Linked DNA regions of Mus musculus: regions 2 and 3 are each linked to region 1. The links are chromatin contacts, called in public Hi-C and HiChIP or PLAC-seq maps. All regions are on one chromosome and are shown on one strand. The core of a region is the stretch at or near the end of the contact, and the rest is flanking DNA. Distances in the headings are between cores, read along the strand shown. Region 1 has its middle 160 kb from the start of Cxcl12. Region 2 has its middle 48 kb from the start of Gm9946. Region 3 has its middle 91 kb from the start of Gm9946.

The links. Hi-C and Micro-C count contacts between places; a contact is called where the count stands out from the background. HiChIP or PLAC-seq counts read pairs in DNA pulled down with a chosen protein or histone mark.
Region 2: a Hi-C map of embryonic fibroblasts shows a contact between it and region 1, with 2.6 times the contacts expected there. The contact joins two enhancer-like sites. A contact is called at or near these places in 1 of 39 promoter capture datasets (the 3T3-L1 cell line), 1 of 15 datasets of contacts at CTCF or cohesin (the NIH/3T3 cell line), 5 of 484 Hi-C or Micro-C datasets (3T3-L1-derived adipocytes, the C2C12 cell line, bone marrow-derived macrophages and 1 more) and 2 of 115 datasets of contacts at active chromatin or transcription factors (the NIH/3T3 cell line and cardiomyocytes).
Region 3: an H3K27ac HiChIP or PLAC-seq map of the NIH/3T3 cell line shows a contact between it and region 1, with 6 times the contacts expected there. The contact joins two enhancer-like sites. A contact is called at or near these places in 1 of 15 datasets of contacts at CTCF or cohesin (the NIH/3T3 cell line), 5 of 484 Hi-C or Micro-C datasets (3T3-L1-derived adipocytes, bone marrow-derived macrophages, embryonic fibroblasts and 2 more) and 1 of 115 datasets of contacts at active chromatin or transcription factors (the NIH/3T3 cell line).

What each region holds. Positions count from the first base shown.
Region 1 is chr6:117,325,664-117,328,363 of GRCm38.p6, forward strand. No RefSeq gene overlaps it. Among named protein-coding and RNA genes, the nearest start is that of Cxcl12, 160 kb to the left of the region's middle. Within about 2 kb of position 1,393, at least 35 of the 459 cell types and tissues checked have an H3K27ac peak or open chromatin away from gene starts, as enhancers often do. A contact at or near this core is called in the NIH/3T3 cell line and embryonic fibroblasts, where this site is marked.
Region 2 is chr6:117,605,843-117,608,600 of GRCm38.p6, forward strand. No RefSeq gene overlaps it. Among named protein-coding and RNA genes, the nearest start is that of Gm9946, 48 kb to the left of the region's middle. Within about 2 kb of position 1,454, at least 28 of the 459 cell types and tissues checked have an H3K27ac peak or open chromatin away from gene starts, as enhancers often do. A contact at or near this core is called in the NIH/3T3 cell line and embryonic fibroblasts, where this site is marked.
Region 3 is chr6:117,649,356-117,652,055 of GRCm38.p6, forward strand. No RefSeq gene overlaps it. Among named protein-coding and RNA genes, the nearest start is that of Gm9946, 91 kb to the left of the region's middle. Within about 2 kb of position 1,391, at least 9 of the 459 cell types and tissues checked have an H3K27ac peak or open chromatin away from gene starts, as enhancers often do. A contact at or near this core is called in the NIH/3T3 cell line and embryonic fibroblasts, where this site is marked.

The DNA.
Region 1 (2,700 bases), core at 143-2,642:
ACTCTCTGAAATAATTTCTCAGACAAACAATAGTAATTAGTATAGCTTGATCTTTTATAAGAATAGTAAGTAAAGACATAAGTCAGGGTAAATTTAAGTGAATATCCCAAAGTATATGCAGCTATCTGCTTACCTTTAATTTTGTGCGCTTTCCTAGTAAATTTAATTTTTATTTGAGAGAGGGGGGGATCTGGAACATTCAGAGATGCTTAAAGAATATTTTCTTAAAGAATGTATTTCATTTTAAGCCAAAGTTTATAATTACTGGGGGGAAATTCTAGAATTCAAAGTCTGGGAATTGAGGGAGTGGTACAGCAGGGACTTAGGAAGTGTTTTGGCTAAAAAGCACCGTCTCCTTCTTTGGTCCCACAAGGTAATTGGGATTAGGAAAAAACCTGACCTCTCTCCTTCATTTGTATCTGTCTCCATGGTTATCTTATTATAGAGTACCTCCCCCACCCCGTTCCAGATCCCCTAACAATATTTAAAGCTGTCTAGAGATTTCCAGACACTTTAGATCCTGGGAAAAATAGGGTTGATCAATAAACACCTTATGACTAAGGACTAAACTACCACTAAACAGACATGAGAGCCATTGTCTGCTATGGTAAGCCTGGACCCTGGAGCAGAAGTGACCACTTCATGAGAACCAGATTGCTCTCCTCAAATGATGACAATGACTAATTCAGAGTACGATGCAGAAGCAGAGCTGAGTGAGGACCAACCAGACTACACCTGGATCAGACTGCTTAACTTTGCAGATCTCTTGCCTCTACCCCATTCTTCCACTTTAACCTAAAATGCATGTCAGTGCCTTGAAGACAGTCTTGGGGCTCCCTTTATCAGTTCCTCCTTTCTCTCCTTTTCACAGCTAACTCTGTCTTTAATTAACATGTTGGATGGCAACTGCCCCCTCCTGCCATTAGCACTCTGCAAGCCCTGGCTTTTGCTCTCAAACTTAAGCCAGAGATAGACTTAGGCTGGGTTTGAAGGAAGAGGCGGCCTGGGATTTTGGCCATCTATTTTCTCCTCTGTCATTTGACGGAAGCCAGTGTTACTGCTGGATACATGGAGATTTTGGGGTCACATTATAGGGATCTATGTGCATCGTCTCTCACTGTTTGTCCTGTGAAGGAAGGAGAGAAGAAACCGCACAGAGCTTGTTGGGTTTAGTCATCCGTTTTTCTCATGACAGTGTTTAACTCTTTCACACACACACACACACACACACACACACACACACACACACCTATCAAGTACTGGAGGCCGTGCGAGGATCCGCAAATGAAGAGAATGGAGCTTTCTGCGTTTTCTTTTAGCTCATAGGACACAGCTCAGAGCCCTCACAGCAAAGGAATGACCTGTGACAATGGGAACAAAGACATCACACTCTCCACTGGCTTCTAGCTGCCTTGTATTTTTGCCCCACCCAGCCACACATGGTAATTAGTCATGGGTTTTGGTTGTTGCAGAAGATTTTCTTAAAGTGTGGGCTAATTAAGACATCCCTTTTGGCGAACCTATCTGAGATTAGTGGTTTCTTGATTAAATTTATTTCTTTCGAGTCTGCGTGATTCTGAACTCCTCCGTAGGCTTCATTGCAAGAGTCCAGCAAGCAGACTGATCATGCTTACAAACTTGGAGCTCAGAAGGATTTGGCAATATTGGTATTTTCTTTTCTCAGCTTTCCCGGATTTTTGGCTTAGGCGTTTGTGCCCTTCATCTGCTCCTCATTAGAACACCATCGGCTCTTGTTTGAGAGTTCTCAGTGCCTTAGTCAGAACTAAGAATATCCTTTCCTCCGGACAGCAGCCATGGACTTCCCAGAGCTCTGACAGAAGGGGAAGGAGCCGGGCCCCTGAGAGACTGACAGCACCCACTTTATGGGGTCATGGGAAAGACAAAGCCGAGGGCATTTGACAGGACACTAATTCAAATGACTGACTGACTCTCAAGAGGAGAGCTAAGCCAGCTCCAGGCATCAGCTGCTTCTGAGGCGCGTGAGCCATGAGGCACACATCTGCCTGAGGGAGGCTGCCTGCCGGCACAGGCCTTAGTTTGAACTTGGAAGGGAACAGTCCATTCATCCCTTTTCTGAGTGTGCACATCCATTCATTCGTAGTACACAAACGTGCCTTCGTCATTAACAAGTGGGAAACGTAGACGTGCACCAAGGAATTGTTTGGAAATAAACATCTTTGTGGTTTATTAGAGTTGTGCACTCTATTTTTATGTCCATATACCCAGGGTTGTGTAAAGATTTCATGCAGGAAGTGTTTGTGAGTGGAAGACATTTAAGAAGTTCCAGGTGACGTAAGAGAAGTTGATGACTTGCCTTCTGGGGGCTGGAGACCCAAGATCAGGGTGTGAGTGTGACTTCTTCCTCCCGAGGCCTCTCTCTGTGGCTGAAGATGATGGCATCTTCAACCTGCGTTGTCACATGACCTCCCCTGAGTGTCTGTGTCCTAATATCATCTCCTTATGCTTGATTAGTACTGACACCAAGGTCCCCATTTTAATTTAATTATTTCCTTAAAGACCTTGACTTGCTTGGCATGGTGGCCCACACTTTCCAGCCCAGCACTAGGAGGCTGAGGCAGGACAATTGCTGAGTTTGAAGCCAGTCCATTCTGCATTGTGGCTTGCAGGCTAGGCAGAGCTCCCTAATGACACCTTGTCTCTAAAAACATTATTCAATTT
Region 2 (2,758 bases), core at 204-2,703, 280 kb after region 1:
AACGTGCTGAATGTAATCCATTTCTCCAGACAAGCCATTCGTGGCTAAAAATAGGACCATGTCTCATGGGCATTTTTTTTTTACTTTATCTCCCTCTGCAACCATCACAGCACTAGGTCTGCCAGCCCTTGGTGCCCCATGCCTGGAAGCATGGTCTAATTTTCCTCTTCCCTGTGGCTCTCTGGTTCCTTGGAGTGGTTAAGTTTAAAAAGGGGCTGCTTACAAAGACTTATGAACAACTGAAGAGGTTCTCATGGCTCCACAGAGCTGCCTCAGAATGTACTTCTGTGTAAGACAGAAGGACAAACTCCATGGCCTGTGATGTCCTGGAGACTGTATCTAAGAAAGGGGAGTAAGGAACAAAGGATCCCTATCCAAGGTTAGAAACAAGCAAAACGTGTACAGGACGGAAACCCTTGGAGCCATGCTATAACATCACACAGCCTGCAAAGGCAGAACCGGATACCACACAGCCTATCCGCATCCAAACCCTGACCCCATCTATACTGCTCCTCTGCCTCTCTGGGTCCATCATGTTCTGTTGAGAGCACTTCACGCCCAAGATCTGATGGAAGGTGATGGAAGCAAGCCAGCTGGGGGGAAGATGACACCGTTGCTGTGTAAACACCAGCTCTACACCACCCAGACAAGGTACAGCCCTAGCCACATGAGGCAAGCTGACATCAACATATAAACATCATCTGTGTACTAGTTGGACCCTGGAACAAACAATAGGGTGCCATAGGCATCCAGTCATCAGTGCAAGAATGGAAAGATAAGGTCAAAGCCGACCCTCAAGGGTGCACATAGTAAGGAGCATGATGAACCTGGCCTACAATCGTACACAAGTGCTAAGGAAAAGCATGAGATCTATGGTCCTCTCTGGCTCTGCAGGCTCTGAATCAAGTTGCAGGTAGAGCATTGATGCTATTATCATAGTTCTTAGTGTTAGAGACTTACAAGTCGAACATTAGAAATATATGCCAGTCCATCCAAGCACACTGTATTAAAAAGTACGTGTCAGGAGCCTGAGGATGACGATGGGGGGTATCAGAATGAGCCAGGTTTTCAGAGGAAGGCCTCCCTACATACTGGTTACATCACACCTGTGAGTGGAAATGAGCAGCCTGGCCTTGTTGGACAGTAACAAGGGCTTCTCAGACAATCAGAGAGCAAGTGTCTTATCTGATACATAGGCAGCCAGGCCTCGGCAACAGAGGCAAGTTGCTTCAGGAGTCTAGGAGGTGTTGATCTGTGTGACACTGAGTAGTCCCATGGGTAGGAACACCCTTCTACCCAGCCCTGGCTTATCTCCAAGTCTCCAGCTTTTTAAAGCCGAAACAATGACAATTCTGACCCTTGTTGTTTCCTAAGAACACTTATGGGACAAAGTCAGTGCCGCAGTAAACAGCTTGGGAGCCAAAAGTCTCTGGCTCCAGCGAGCATGTCAGGAATGATTCATCTGATGAGAATTCTCTTTCTAAAGAGAGAAAGTCGGGTTAAACAAGGCCCTGCACACAGTGGCCTTCCTGTAGCAAACAAATCCCAACCAGATCCATCAGACCAGGTGAGGGCATGCTCACCCACCAAGCCCACCTACGGCTGATGTGTCTGTGAGCTCAGACTTACAAATGAGAAGAGAAAGATGATAATGAAGAAAATGGAGGAGGAGGAGGAGGAGAAGGAGGAAGGTGGAGGGGAGGAGGAAAGAGGAGAGTGATGAGGAGCAAGATGAGGAGGTGGTGGAGAAGGAGAAGGAAGAAGATGAAGAGGAGGAGAAGGAGGAGGAAGAAGATGAAGAGGAGGAGGAAGGAAGAGAGTGGTAAGGAGGAGGAGGTGGAGGGGGCAGAAGAGGAAGAGGAGGAGGTGATGATGGTGGCAACAGTAATGATAATTATGATAGAAGTGCATTTATCAAAAAATGTTCACAGCCTTGCCTATAGTCTAATGGTGGCATTCTCTCAATTTTGGTTCCTTCTTCCCAAATTACTCCATCTTGTGTCAAGTTGACAAAACTAACCCACACACCAACACTGTCTCAGAAGAGCAATAGGTCAATGGCATCTAGTTCTCCATAGGGCAGAGTAAGGAGAAGGGATGCCTTCAGGGGATGGGGAATCACATGGGCCCAGGAGGAAGCAATAGAAAAGCCATTGCCTGAAGGAGAGCCTGGTGCTGGGAAGCAGAATCTAGAGAACAGAATTATGGCCACCAAGATTTGGGCAACAATTAGAGCTGTGCCTTGGTATTCGTGGGTGACTAATTCCAGGACCCCCTTACAGGTGCCAAAAATCTAAAGACTATGGCTTTTCATAAGTGTCCCCCAGAAAGTGCATATTATGAAGGTTTAGTCCGCATCATATTGTGACCAAGCAGGACCTACTAAAGGGAATTAGGTCACTGGAGTTGTGCCCTTAAAGGTGGTATTTGAACCCTAAGTCAATCTCTCTCTTCTCCTCCCCTCCTCTCTCTCTCTCTCTCCCTCTCTCCCTCTGTATTTGCCATGAGGTGAACAATTTTCTTCCTCCACATGCTACTACTATCATATGCTGCTTGCCACAGGATTAAAACAACCAATTACAGCATGAAGTTGAAACTTCCGAATCCATGAGCCAAAATAAACCTTTCTTCCTAAGTTTCTTACCTCAGATATTTTGTTACAGTGATGGAAAGCTGACTGACACACTGAGAAGAAATCTCATATAAAATAAGGCTCTGTCTGTATATAGCCTGCACACATTCTCATATGCTCTAACTC
Region 3 (2,700 bases), core at 141-2,640, 320 kb after region 1:
GGGTCAATTGAGGAATGCTGCTGTGGGCCTTGGGCATCTTCTAGGCTCTTTCTGAAGTTCCTCTTTCCAAATCCCAGCTTTATCTGGTGCTTTCTAACGAGACCCTAAGATCTTTCTACAGCCTACTGTGAAGTCCATAAAAATCCAAAGTGTAGGTCCTGCACTTGAGGAAGGATGCTGAGTGCCAGTCCTCACCTATTCCAGGTCAAGCAGTGGATACAGCCTGCTTGCTTCTCCTGATGTGACCAGACTCACGATGTATCCTCTGAGGACATGCTCTGCTTCCGTGTGTCACTGACAATACATTTAAAATATTCTTAATGTGTTTTATACAGAATTTTGCATTTATTCATTTTTGAGTAGGTTTTAAGACAGAATCTATGTAGCTGTGCAGAATTCACTATGTATACCTGGCCTTGAACTTGGGAGTCATCCTCCAAGTGCTGGGGTTATAATGTGCACCACGGTGCATGGAAGATTCCACATATTTAGGTATTGTATCTTGGTGTAATTTATTCAGATAGTTAGTCCACCCTACTGCCAAAGATGGAGATGCCATCATTGGAATTTCCCACAAACCACCACCATCTGTCTTCCTTCCCCTCCTCCTCCCTCCTGCTTCCTATTTCTTCCTCCTTCTCTCCTTTTCCTTTCCTTATTTTATTCCCTCCCTTTTGCTTAGAAGAATGAGGAAAAATCAGCCTCACATAATTAGCTGAAAGCTCTCATTCTTAGGAGAACACAAGAAAAAAATATGACCAGTGGGTCTGGTCTATCTGCAACAATCTGATGACACGTATGAAACAGGCCCTTGATTTGTACTTGAAATACTCTTTAATAACGAGAGAATCTACTTTTGATGTGCTGATCCTTACAGGAGTCCCCTGGTCTCTCCTAGGTAAGAACTGTTGGCTGGTGTCTAGCTGGGGACAACGTAAAAGCGTGTTTTATTGCTGATGATTATGTCCTGCAGAAGAAAACTAAGGAAAAACTAAAAGACCTTAATTTGGGGTTTAAAAAAGGTACAGCTTTTCTCAGTAGGACCAAGGTTGGGCTGTGGCTGAGCTCCCAGGTTCTGGTTAAAGACCAGAGCTGGAAAGGGATGGTCAGTAGTCAGACATCTAGCAGTTCAGAGGCCCCAGGCATCCAAGCTGGGGAAAGTCTTGGGAGCTCTAGGAGGGGCAGGGGTCTGCTCTCTGTCTCTTGCGCTCTCCCTCTTGCTCTTGCTCTTGCTCGAGCTCTCACTGACTTGGGAGCATTTATTATGTGAAGACATGTGGGAAAGTCGGGCTTTTACTAAAGTCCTTGGGTTTTATGGTTTATTGTGGTGTGTATTAGTCAGAACTCTTTCTAACTCCTTTCAAGTGAGGAATTACTCAAGCAGGCTTAGCCTGGGATGAGAGGTGAGCCAGATGAGTGAGTTCTCCTTTACAGCTGCTATCATTTACTGAGTATCCGCTCGCTCTATCAGCTTCTGAACTATGTATGCTGAGCCAGATGTACTGATTCTGGCTGTTTGTTGATTTTGTTGTTGTTTGGGGTTTTTCTTTAGGCAAACAAAGAAAAAAAGAAAGAAAGAAAAGGACAAAAGAAAACAAAAGACCAAGCATGGGTCATATTTATCTCATTTTATCAAATCAACATAATTCTCTTGTGGCAAGAATATTACTGGTGAGATTGTAAAGCTGTATTATTGTGAATTTTTAGATTATTCAATCTTACTATTTTGCAGGTGTAGTTTACAAGAAAACACACCCAACCACCTTAGAGAAAGGCTCATCTGTGGCCTGGGTCCACCTCCCCTATTCCCCCGTACCCCCATACTGTTCACAACAGTAAAACAGACACACAGAACCTAAAACCCTCAAGCCTCATGGTGAGGCCCCAGAGCCACCAGATTTTTATTGGAATTACAATGAACACATCAAAGCCAAAGAGGACCAAGGAGACACATTTGATGGTACCAAATCAGTCTCTTAATTACAAGGCCATGGTGACATAAATACACTTAACAATGGTGTCAGTGACCAGTGCACCTTCATGTAGCTCAGTATGGGATCAACCCTGGTCATACAGTGATAGAGCTGAGGGCGGGAAGTCTAGACTCCTGGGTTTGAGTCCCGACTCCCAACCATGTCACTCTGGACAAAATCTTACTCTGTACCTGATTGTTCATCCAAGAAGCACGGGTGGTAGGATGAGTCACCTGGCAGGACAGCAGTAAGTGACAGTAAGTGACATAAACCCTGGGGAAGGGTCCAGTACAAAATGCCAATCCCGTCCGATCCACTTGGGAAGGCAGCATGCTGGAGCTGCCCACCATGAGCTGTGAACATCTCTCACACATCTTTAACGGAAGGGTTAAAACAAACGTATGAATTTCTCAGCAGAGTGCATCTGTTCTTCCACTGGCTGGAGCCAGCCTTTCCCCTGGTTGAAGGGAACAACAACATGACAGGAGTCTCCATACCTCCTGTGTCTCAGCCCTAACTGCACTATGAAGCCAATGCCAGAGAGCCAAGGAGGACAAAGGAGCCAGAGGTTGAAATGATGTTTCTCCCTCCTTGGCTCTCAAACTGTCCTTGTTTTGATTTATCCACAGGAAAACTGGCTGTGCCTTTGTCTTCTTTCCTCCTTGCAAAGTCAGTGAGCTCCCTGAGCAACTACACACTGCCCACAGCTATTCAAGTGCAACTGGGG